Linked DNA regions of Sus scrofa: all the other regions are linked to region 3. Evidence: chromatin contacts called from public HiChIP or PLAC-seq and promoter capture Hi-C data. All regions are on one chromosome and are shown on one strand. Each heading gives the region's core, a stretch centred on a gene start, on an enhancer-like site or on the middle of the called end of the contact. The rest is flanking DNA. Distances are from core to core; before and after follow the strand shown. Region 1 holds the start of RBM5 (RNA-binding protein 5). Region 2 holds the start of GMPPB (GDP-mannose pyrophosphorylase B). Region 3 holds the start of MST1R (macrophage-stimulating protein receptor). Region 4 holds the start of SEMA3F (semaphorin-3F).

What was found. Promoter capture Hi-C pulls out the DNA fragments that hold promoters and counts their contacts. HiChIP or PLAC-seq counts read pairs in DNA pulled down with a chosen protein or histone mark.
Region 1: a contact with region 3 is called in an H3K27ac HiChIP or PLAC-seq map of alveolar macrophages. The contact joins the promoter of RBM5 here to the promoter of MST1R in region 3. A contact is called at or near these places in 2 of 5 promoter capture datasets (fetal liver and fetal skeletal muscle) and 2 of 2 datasets of contacts at active chromatin or transcription factors (alveolar macrophages and skeletal muscle).
Region 2: a contact with region 3 is called in an H3K27ac HiChIP or PLAC-seq map of alveolar macrophages. The contact joins the promoter of GMPPB here to the promoter of MST1R in region 3. A contact is called at or near these places in 2 of 5 promoter capture datasets (fetal liver and liver), 4 of 47 Hi-C or Micro-C datasets (epiblast stem cells, liver, skeletal muscle and 1 more) and 2 of 2 datasets of contacts at active chromatin or transcription factors (alveolar macrophages and skeletal muscle).
Region 4: a promoter capture Hi-C map of fetal skeletal muscle shows a contact between it and region 3, with 6 times the contacts expected there. The contact joins the promoter of SEMA3F here to the promoter of MST1R in region 3. A contact is called at or near these places in 1 of 5 promoter capture datasets (fetal skeletal muscle) and 1 of 47 Hi-C or Micro-C datasets (skeletal muscle).

Annotation. Positions count from the first base shown.
Region 1 is chr13:32,578,337-32,581,036 of Sscrofa11.1, reverse strand. RBM5 (RNA-binding protein 5) reads right to left here and starts at 1,257. Exons shown (of 25, transcript XM_005669588.3): 1 at 943-1,257.
Region 2 is chr13:32,251,876-32,254,575 of Sscrofa11.1, reverse strand. GMPPB (GDP-mannose pyrophosphorylase B) reads left to right here and starts at 1,421. Exons shown (of 10, transcript NM_001244541.1): 1 at 1,421-1,546; 2 at 1,643-1,779; 3 at 1,905-1,985; 4 at 2,076-2,124; 5 at 2,263-2,405; 6 at 2,610-2,700. The coding sequence starts at 1,651. It overlaps IP6K1 (inositol hexakisphosphate kinase 1), which reads left to right. Exons shown (of 5, transcript XM_021068778.1): 5 at 1-1,061.
Region 3 is chr13:32,422,082-32,424,902 of Sscrofa11.1, reverse strand. It overlaps MST1R (macrophage-stimulating protein receptor), which reads left to right and starts at 1,289. Exons shown (of 19, transcript XR_002337520.1): 1 at 1,289-2,821.
Region 4 is chr13:32,640,070-32,642,779 of Sscrofa11.1, reverse strand. It overlaps SEMA3F (semaphorin-3F), which reads right to left and starts at 1,404. Exons shown (of 19, transcript XM_013981731.2): 1 at 909-1,404.

The DNA of each region.
Region 1 (2,700 bases), core at 8-2,507, 160 kb before region 3:
AAGGCAACTCCAACCGGGTAGTTAAAACATTAATCAAAGTATCTTTATTAATAAAAGGAGCAAAATGAAGTTTAAAAATTACTGATAAAAAACTTAAAATCTTTCAGAAACCCGATGCTGAGCTGACTGAAATCTACTCCATTTATAACGCAACGGCTGGTCCAAAGCTGTTTCAATCAGACAAGAGCAAACCTCGACATGACTTAATTCCTAGGTAACAATAACCACCCCAGAGGCTGCCAGCCTGGCCCCGCGGCGCACAGGGAGTGATACAACATCACACAGCTAGACGGCGTTCGATGTGTGTAAGGTCCGAGAAACTAGTTACAGCCGTCCCTGGCGCCTGTTCAAAGAACATCTGCTGAATTAATAAATGGAAAAGAACCATCTGGGAGAAACAAGGCATTGGGTATAATCTCTGATGCAGCCCCTGATCGCCTGGGCAGTGCCCGGACCCACCTCCGTGGGGTGTCGCGGCTGAGATGGCGGCGCCACGGCCTGCGAGACCGACTCAGGCGTCCTGCTTTCTCTTCCTGCCTGCACACGCGCCTTCCCCCAAGAGATTCCCAGCCCGAAGATCAGCCTTCACCTAACAGCTTTCACCGAAGCTGCGGGGCGATGGCGGCTGGAGACTACCAGGGCGCCCCTGAGAAGTACCCGAAACAGACGACGATTCAGTTCAGCTGGGGAGTCAGAAACACGTCCCGGTAGGGGTACACTCAAAGCCCGAAAGAAGCGGGCCTCGAACTGGGCGGCAGAACGCCCTCTGAAAGTTGACAACGCTGGTGGCGAGGAGGGGCGCGGCCCTCCAAAGCCTCTGGTAGCCCTTCGGGAGATCTGGCTGGGGCTGATGGGCCGCCGCCCGCGGCTGACAGGAAGGCTCTACAGAGTCTACCCCAAGAGCAGAAACTTCCAGTCATTACGGGTGGATGCCGCACTTACCCCCAAGAAAGACAGAAGTAGCAGCAGTAGCGGTTTTATGCTCCAGATTTGCAGCAGGGTCCACCGCTTCACAAAATGGCGCCTCCGTCGAAGGCCGTCTCCTACCCACAGTACCTCGCGCCTATCCCTTCCCCTCCTCCCCCGCCTCCTAAGGAGAAGTCCAATCCAGAAGGTTTTTGGCTGAGCGAGGGCTGCTGGGAAGTGTGGTCGCTAGGGCAGCCTGTCACTTAACTACGCCCAGTGTCAATTTCCTGCGTATTTCTCTTTCTTCAAAACCACCGCCAAGTCCTCAATCTGTCTTTTGCAGAACTCTCACCTTTATTAGGCAAAGTAATTATTTGCCTTGGCTACAAAGGTCTTAGAGAGTACAGTTTGCTTTCACTGATAGGATGTAAACCATCACGATTAATCTGGCTTTAAGAGAAGGAACATAGGTTGATTGCCTATTGCATCATTGAAAAGTAGATTAGATTATTGGGCCACAACCTTTACAAATAATATATTTTTATTTTAATGACCTAGGAAGTGAGTATTAAACCCATTTACAAGTGAGGAAATTGAGGTTTATGGAAATTAAGATTTTTTTTTCTTTTTTAGGACCCCACCCTGCATCATAGAGAAATTTCCAGGCTAGGGGTCCAGTCGGAGCTACAGCTGCTGGTCTACCCCACAGCCACAGCAATGTGGGATCCGAGCCCCCGTCTGCGACCTACATCACAGTTCAAGGCGACAACATATGCTTAACCTGCTGACCTTAACCCACTGAGCAACGCCAGGGATTGAACCTGCATCCTCATGGATGCTATTGGGTTCATTACCACTGAGTCCCGCGGGAAATTCAAGACGACTTTTTTTTTTTTTTTTTTTTTTTTTTTTTTTTTGGTCTTTTAAAGGGCCACACCCGCAGCATATGGAGGTTCCCAGGCTAGGGGTCTAATCAGAGCTGTACCCACCGGCCTACAATAGCAACACCAGATCTGAGCTGCTTCTGCGACTTAGGCCTCAGCTCAGGGCAACTCGGGATCCTTAATCCACTGAGCTAGGCCAGGGATGGGACCGGAAATCTCATGGTTCCTAATCAGATTCCTTTCCGCTGCACCACAACGGGAACTCCTGAAGACTATTCTTGAAGGCAGTCCAGAATATCATTCCATTAATATTAGTCTAAGGCAAGGGCTCAGGGAAGTTATATACCAGGGTTATTTTAAGAGTTATTACTTGGCCTTCCTTTTTTCTTTCTTTCTTTTTCTTTTTCTTTTTTTTTTTGTCTTTTTCCTTTTCTAGGGCTGCTCCTGCAGCATATGGCAGTTCCCAGGCTAGGGGTCTAATAGGAGCTATGGCCACCCGCCTACAGCAACGTGGGATCTGAGCCGCATCTGCAACCTACACCACAGCTCACTGCAACACTAGATTCTTAACCCACTGAGCAAGGCCAGGGATGGAACCTGCAACCTCATGGTTCCTAGTTGGATTCATTAACCACTGCACCACACCGGGAACTCCTGCTTGGTCTTCTTTCTAAGAGCATCTCGAAGTTAACAGCCAAAACCAACCTTGTCTCCTTCACAGCCTTCCCTGGACTGTGAGTGGCAATTCCCTGCTTCCAGTTACTCAGGACAAAAACCTTAGAGTCATCCATGACTCCTTTTTCCTTGCACCCAATTGGTCAGCAAATCCTGTGGACTGTACCTTTAAAATATATCTTGGACCTGACCACTTCTACCTGCCTCAACTACTCTTCACCTAGTCAAAGCCACT
Region 2 (2,700 bases), core at 172-2,671, 170 kb after region 3:
GATAGTCATTTCTTGGCAGGGCAGAGGCCAAGACAAAGGTTTGGGGGCCAGCTGGGACCCCCTTGTTGGAACCTCTCCAGCCTGGGGATGTGCTGTACCTCCTGAGTTCCTATATTTTGGGAGCAGATGCTGCCCCCATTCTGCTCTTCATCACGAGAGGCTGTACCCACTTATAGTCAGCGTTTTCCTGGCATTGAGAAGAGCAGGGCTGGGATCTGCTGCTTCTCCCGCAGGGCAGGGTCCCTCCTTCTTTCAGCACTTTTAAACACTTGGGAGACCCAGCCTTGTTATCTGTTGAGTGGTGGGCATGCGCATCTGCACATGCTGTTTGCCACTATTTTGCCCTGCTCCATGCCAGAGAGCCCTGTCCCTGCCAGGCCCTGTTTCCCCAGCCCCAACTTGGGACCAAAGTGCAAGACGGGATCACTGGTTGGGGCGCTCAAGCGACCCCTCTGTGTAGTGCTTCCCTGGGCCAAGTCGACACCAGCCCCCTAGCGGGGTGGGATGGGCGGTGCTTAAAAGAAAGGGGACCAGTGTAGCAACATGCTGGGGACCCCACCCCTCTCATGTCCGGTCCTGTGCAGTGGGCGTGGGGTTTCTCCTAAGGGGCCAAAGGCCTGAGCTAGTTATGTAGCTGCTGCTCACTTGCTCACGGCTGGCCATGTGCACACTCCTAGATGCAGAATGCTTTGAACTTTAGAGCTGTTCAATTTGGTCTTTGTGCAGATTTAATGTTTTAGTGGAAAAAATTTGGGAGAATCCTGGGAAGGTCCTGGTTCCTTTGCTTCTCCGGGAACTGTAAGGCCTGGCCTCGAGGACCACTCTCTGCTCCACTTTGCTGGAAGCTGCCTAAGCCTGTCCACGCTGCCCGAGCCCTGCACCCGGATACTACACTTGGCTCCGGCCGTGTCCGGGCGCGGTTGCTTTTTCTTGGGACCTTGAGCGCGGGAGAGGGGGTGCTCGAGCCTTGGGCCGAACCTGCCCCTTTCCGTACACCTAGCGCTGCCCGCCCCGCTTGTGTCTGAGGTCGTGTATGTCAAAATAAAGCCGCTAGAAACTGAGGCGTGTCCGTGTCTTTGAAAAAAAAACAAACCCAGAAACTCGGGGTGGACTGGCCTAGCCCAGCCCGGCCTCCTCGCGCCCTCGGCCCCGCCCCAGTTCCTCCGGCAGGGCGGGGCCGGAAGCGGCTGGGGTGCGGCTGACCTGGGCCCGAGAGGACGGAAGCCTCGCCTGCGGCGCGAGCTCCGCCTTTGGATCCGCCAATGGCAAGCCGACCCGCGGATCCGGTCCCGGTCGCCATGGCAGCCAGGCGCGCTCCGCTCTCATTGGCTGAGTCTGCCGGAATACCGCGTCGCGGCGACCCGACGCCGATGGCCGTGCCACGTATGCCGCAGCTGATTGGCCCGCCCGGGCTCCCGTCATACACTGGCGGACGCCAGCCAGAGTTGGCAGCTCGCTGCTCTCGCTTCGGCGTCGCGTACTAGCTTGCCGCTGACTTGGACTTAGCGTCGACGCGGACTGGGCGGACAAGGCAGAACAAGAGTTGGTCAGTCTGGAGCGTGAAGGGAGCGGGAGGGTGTCATAGGGGTCGGCTGGGCGGGCCGCGGACACCTCGGAGCCCGGGACTCACTCTGGCCTCCAGCAGGCGCAATGAAGGCACTGATCCTGGTGGGTGGCTACGGGACGCGCCTGCGGCCGCTGACGCTAAGCATACCGAAGCCGCTGGTGGATTTCTGCAATAAGCCCATTTTGCTGCATCAAGTGGAGGCGCTGGCCTCGGTAAGGCCCAGGGACGGGGTCTTGGTGGGATTTGGCAGGGTGAGGGACGGCCAGCGACAGGAGGGCAGGGATCCCTGTGCCTTCGGCTGAGCCCGCCTGAAGGCCGGCACTGTTCATTCCCACAGGCAGGCGTGGATCACGTGATTCTGGCCGTGAGCTATATGTCTCAGATGTTGGAGAAGGAAATGAAAGCACAGGAGCAAAGGGTGAGGCACGGATTCTTGGCTTTTTCCCTTGGTCCCCGCTCAGCTTCCCACCCTAGTAGGAGAAACCTAACGGGGCCTTCTTCCTTCCAGCTAGGAATCCGAATCTCCATGTCCCATGAAGAGGAGCCTTTGGGAACAGGTCAGTAGAGACAAGAAGGTTCCTTGGGGAGGGTTTAGGGCCAGGAGAGGGGCAAGACTCTGTCTGCATGGGGCTTGCTGAGCCTGGGTCCAGAGGCTCAGACCTGGAAGATGATGGTGACCTCTTGCTCTTCCCCAGCTGGACCCCTGGCACTGGCCCGTGACCTGCTCTCTGAGACTGCGGAGCCTTTTTTTGTTCTGAACAGTGATGTGATCTGCGATTTTCCCTTCCAAGCCATGGTGCAGTTCCACCGCCACCATGGCCAAGAGGGCTCCATTCTGGTAAGGAAACAGGTCTTTCTTCTCCGATAACCCACCCCACCCCAGCCTCTCTCACCTCCCAGCTTTGAATTGCCCCAATGTTTTGGGTGCAGAACCATGCAGTATGTGCCTTTATGCATCTGGGGGCACAATCCCAGATATAAGACACCATGTACCTCAAGACTCAGGAGCCCTGGACTAGGTCTGAGGTCCCCCTGCACTCAGGTGACCAAAGTGGAGGAGCCCTCTAAGTATGGTGTGGTGGTGTGTGAGGCTGATACAGGCCGTATTCACCGGTTCGTGGAGAAGCCACAGG
Region 3 (2,821 bases), core at 40-2,539:
GGTCTAATCGGAGCTGTAGCCGCAGGCCTACACTGCAGCCACAGCAATGTGGGATCCAAGCCGTGTCTGCGACCTACACCACAGCTCATGGCAATGCCGATCCTTAACCCACAGAGTGAGGCCAGGGATCGAACCCACAACCTCATGGTTCCTAATTGGATTCGTTAACAACAGCCACGACGGGAACTCCGGGAGTCATATTTTAAAGCTGCAGAGTGATGTGTCATGTTGTAGTTTGAGAGACCCCTCTGCTGCCCCTAAGATGATCCCTTCAGGTTGGAGAAAGAGGCTGGGGTAATGTTCAGAGGGAGAGAGAGCCCAAAGAGGGCAGAGTGGCTAGCACTCCTTCAAGGTGACAAATGCAAGGGCAGTCGGGCAGTTTCTAAGCTTGGTCAGATCTTGTGAGTTCAACTTGGAAGAGTGCTTGTACTCGGCACGCAAGACCCATCAGCTGACTACCCCCACATGGCTTACCTGCCCCCCTCCTGAAGGCTGAGTGGATAAGCAGGGAGAAAAAGGCACTCTGTGGACCTCTGCTGTCAAAGACCAAGGGTTTCTGAGAGGAGATGCCAGCCTGGGGGCAGTGAACATTTGGGCCACACGGCGGCAGCAGAGACCCAATTGTTGGCTGCTGCACCCCCACACCCTCACCCCCAAAACAGGTGAACAGGTGATTAAAGAGAGCCTGTGAGGTTTCCTCCCAAATCCCAGAAGTCTCTCCTAATTTCCTCAGTCAGAATAGGGGTCACAGGAACCCATGTCTCATCCCTAGGCAGAGAATGTTTCATTTTAGTCTTGCCCAGCGTGACTATCTTTAGACATGTTGATTGTGGAACATAGGAATGGTGCCATAACTTCTGATGTGTGTTTATTCATTTCCGGGCCAATTCTCGTTAAAGGAGGGAGTGTCTTTTATGTTGCCTCAGGCACAGTATCCTCTTAGCACTGGGAGTGGCCACCCAAGTGCTGTTCCTCTCTGTCACCAAATGCTCACTGAGCTCCAGCTTAAAGGGGTAGGGGAGTCCAGGATTAGAAATGGGGGAAGGGGGGAGTTCCCACTGTGGCTCAATGGTAATGAACCCGACTAGTATCCATGAGGATGTGGTTTCGATCCCTGGCCCTGCTCAGTGGGATAAGGATCCAGTGTTGCCGTGAGCTGTGGGTGTAGGTCTCAGACACTGCTTGGACCTGGCGTTGCTGTGGCTGTGGTGTAGGCCAGCAGCTGCAGCTCCGATCTAACTCCTAGTCTGGGAACTTCCATATGCCACAGGTGCAGCCCTAAAAAGAAAAAAAGAAAAAGAAAGAAAAAGATAAAGAAAAAAAGGAATGAAGGCAGGGGATGTCAGGTATCTAGAGTAAACTGTGCACAGGGTCTGTGAGACCCACAAACTGCACCTGGCACTGCCTGGATCAGGTAGGCTTCCTGGAGGAGATGCCACCTAAGTTGCAAGAGAAGGAAGGTAAAAGCTTGCTCCTGAAGGAGGAACAAGGAGTCTGGATTGGGTGGTGAATAGAGGATATACATGTAGGGTCAGGAGCTCTGTTGGGCTGAGAGCTTCTCTCCCCACGACCGCCTTACCCTCCAAAGCTCTGGGACTCACAGTTCACGGGTCCTTCAGACCTCAGCCTAGGGCAACCTGGTGAAGATTACCCTCCCTCCAGGGTCCAGGCCCACCTGGCTGAGGGGGCTGTAAGGCTGAGAATGTCCCCTAAGGCCCCCCTCCAATGTTGGGGGGGCCAGTTACCAGGGAGCAGCTGCTGAAGTCCAGGTAAGAGGTGTCAAGAGCAGACCTAGGGTGACTTCCCTCCCCCTGCCTCATACCTCTCAGAGCCTGGAGAGAGAACTCTGGGCAACCACCCAGTTAGAACTACATCCTCATCTCAGAGACCGAGAGACTGAGTCCCAGCCTGGCTTCAGAGCAGGTTAGAGGTCCCCTGGGAGCCAAAGCCCATGTTTCCACCATACCAGGGAGGCACTGGAGCAGAGCCAGGAACAAAGGCCAGCATTGCATATTTTGTTGTCCTCATCCTACAGCTGCCACCTACTGAGGCAGTGGTGGACGGACCAGAGCTAGGGTTGGGCCTCCACATAAGCTGCTTCTCCTTTGACTCTAATGTCCAACCAGCAGGACATTACAACTTCTACTCCCTGGGTGGGCAGGGTGCAATGCACTGTCCTCTGACAGCGTCCTGTAGCTGTCAGCCCAGGGCAGGCCCACAGAGGAATAGTTCCTGCCTAAGCGAGGGTAGTGCCACTCCTGGGGTCTCCCCACACTTCCCCTCTGGTTCTCCACACATTGGTGGTCTCTGTTTCCCACACGGTGGGTCCACCAGGCCCTGCCCAGAAACAAGGGTCTGAGGATGTTGTAATATCCTGGAGCCAAGAGAAGAAATAGACCAGGTGGTCCTCAAAGTGCTGGGGCAGCCCCCCCACCCCGCCCCTTCACTTCCTCCTTGTCGGTCGTGGTGGGGGGAGTGGAGGCAGAACAGGAAGGCTCAGACCTACTTAACCTCTTTCCAGGTCACTCCAGCACAACCATCCAGAGGCCATAGAGAAAAAGGCGCCCAGGAGTAGATGCAGGACTCAGGCTTCAGATTGCGGGAAGAGTCGCACCGGCTGAGCGGTCGGGCTAGGCTAGTCCTACAGCGGGCCACGCCCACAGCTCCGCCCCCACACCCTGGTCCCACCAGCCCCGCCCAGGCTTTCCAACTGAGTTTGCTCTAAGGGCGCGGGCTGGGAGCCGCAGCTGGGCCAGCAGGTGAGGCAGCCTGTCTGTTCCCTGTCTGTGTGCGTCCGCCTGCTCCAGCTGCTCAGACCCGA
Region 4 (2,710 bases), core at 155-2,654, 220 kb before region 3:
ATCGGTACCTTCAGCTCATCCCCTTCCCTCAAATAATCATGGGCTGGTGTTCACAATACAGTTATCTCAGGAATTGGAAGTTATTTATCCAGCCAAGCCTCCAGTCCTAGCTCCAGCTGACCCTTTCTGTGAGCCCTGCCTCATTCCTGGGCCACCTTGACATTCTCTGGTCGCACCTGCTCTAGGGAAGCCCACCAAGCTCCTAGTGTCCCCTACCCACTTTTCCGACGGGCCCCAACCTGTCCAGATGGGAGCTTGACTGCAGGCTCTCCCAACTCACTTTCTCCCCACATAGAGCAGGGCCCCTAATCCAAGCAAGACTTCCTGCTAGAAGAGCAAACCCAAACTGGCAGTGGGAGATCAGGGGACTGGTCACAGAGCTGAGAGAAAAGCCTTAGGGCTGGCTGTCCTCCTGCCCTGCTGATCTTGGAGACCCTCCACGTGGAGGCTGCCAGAATAGCGCTTTGCTTCCAGCAGAGGATCCCCAGATCGGGACATTGAGGCAGGGCAGGAGTACCTACTGTAAGAGCACTGCCTTGAGGCGTTTCTGGGACAGCTCAGCCAGAAGGGGCATCAGGCCTCCCACTCCCGGAACAAGGGGGTGGAGGTGTGTGGAAGCACCCATCCACCCAGAACCTTTCGTTGGGGGGGGGGAAAGTTGTTGCTTTGCACACTGGCGACCCCGAAGGCCATCACACATCCCCATGTCGCCTCGACGCGGAGGGTCCCGGCAGCCCGGACAGCGCCCACTCCAGTTTTGTCACCCTGCGTCCGCGGGAAGCTCCCAGGCTCTCCCTCTGAGCCCCACGACCTAGACACTTCCGCAGAGTTGCAGTGCCGCGGGTCCAGAGGGATCGCGGGATGGCCGGGCCGCCTGCCCGCTCCCTCCCGGTTCCCGCCGCACTCACCTCTTCCACAGCGGCGGGGCCTGGGCTCCTGAGCGGCGGCGGCGGCGGCAGCAGAGAGGCTCCCGGTTGGGCCGGTCCGCGCTAGCGGCCCCCCGGGGCCATGGCCCTGCCCGCGCCCTCTTGCCGCTGTGCCTGGGCCGGGGTCGCCGCAGCGGCCCCGGCTTAACGGGTTCTGCGGGCTTCGGGCGCGTCAGCAGCCGAGGCCCCGGGCCCCATCCCGGGCCATGGGAAGGCTCAGGGGCGCTAGGGGCCGCCTCCCCCCGGGTGGGCTGCGGGCGCCCCCTGGCCGGCGCGCCGAGGGCGCATTCCCCGGCGCGGGGCGCGGGCAACGGCGCGCGCTTGGCTTCGGGGCGCTGTGCTCGCCTGGTCTCTGGACTGGGGCCGGGCGGCCGCGCTGGGCTGCGCTCTGGGATTGCCGGACCGCCGCGGTTCGCTCGCTCGCTCGCTCTGGTCTCGCGGCCGCCGGCGGGACGGGACGCTCGGAGCCGCGCGGGGAGCGCCAGCAATTGGCCGCCCGTGGGCGACATTTGCATAGCGCGGCCCCGCCCCGCCCGCCCCGCCCGGCCCCACCCCCGGGGCGGGACCCGCTTGGCCGCTGTCCCGCCCCCGCTCCACCTGTCCGAGGACTGGGCTCAGGGCTCCCCGTCGGTGGGGCAGCCCGCGCCCGGGGAGGCTAATCTGCCCTCCGCGCCCCCGCCCCGGCTTCGCGGGCGGCGCCCCCGCCCCGCCCTGGCTTTGTCTTTCTCCGTGGATACACCGCGCACATCGCGCCTGGTGTTTACCCGGGCCCTCAACTCCCTGGCGGGAAGAGCAGGCGCGCCGGGGAGCAGCGAGCCTGCGCTCACCTGCGCACCCCCTGCGGTGTCCCTCCTTACCACCCGCTGCCCGCCGCGCCTGGCCCCGCGTGAGCCAGGACACAGGACTGCACCCGGCCGCTCAGCAGGTGGCGGTACAGCCCCTGGGACTGCTGGTACCGCTGGACATGCCTCCCGCCTCCGGCCCAGGCCAGGTCAGCCTTACAGCTCAGTTCAGCAGCTCCAGGGCTCCCAGCCATCCCTCCAGCAGCCAGCCCTATTTCAAGCCTGTAGCCCCCCAGACCCATCCCTCTGAGTTCCACACCCCAGAGAAGCCCGATAAGCTGGGCCTCCTCTTGTAAAAGGGACATTTGCTTTTCAAATGGCCTCCTGAGGACCTGAGGGCCCTGCGACTGAGCCATGCGCCCATTGCCCATTGTGACCTCCACCCAACCCCAACCCAATCCCCAAGGCCAAGGCCTCACCAGCCCCCTGCACTTTGCTGAGGTTCCAATGGGCAGGACCCTCTTTGTCCCCTCTCTCCTCCCTATTCTTTCCTCTCTCCTCTGCCCTTCCCTCCTCTTCCCCCTCCTTCCTCTCCCCCTATTTTTCTGTCTCTTCTCTCTCCTCTCCTTCCTCCTCCTCTCCTCTTCCTCCTTCCCCTTCTCTTCCTGGCTAGCGAGACCGGTGGAAACATCTCTCCCTCTGACCCATTGACTGGTTGACTGTAAATGCAGGTTGGGGTGAGATGTTAGGGATCCTGATGAGGGTCTCCTGACCTGGACCTGGAGTGCTGGCCCAAGCCAAGGCTGGCCACTTGATGTGAGGAAACATCAGCCTGCTGTTACGTTAGCTGCAGTGACAGCACCTGTGCATCTCCTCCTTGTCCCTGTCTCCATGCCTTATTTGAAAACACTGTGAAAATCACTCCTCCTCAACCTCACTCCTCTGCACCAGATCACTCTTGAGTTACCACCACTGCACCACCATTACCAGCACAGCCTTTGC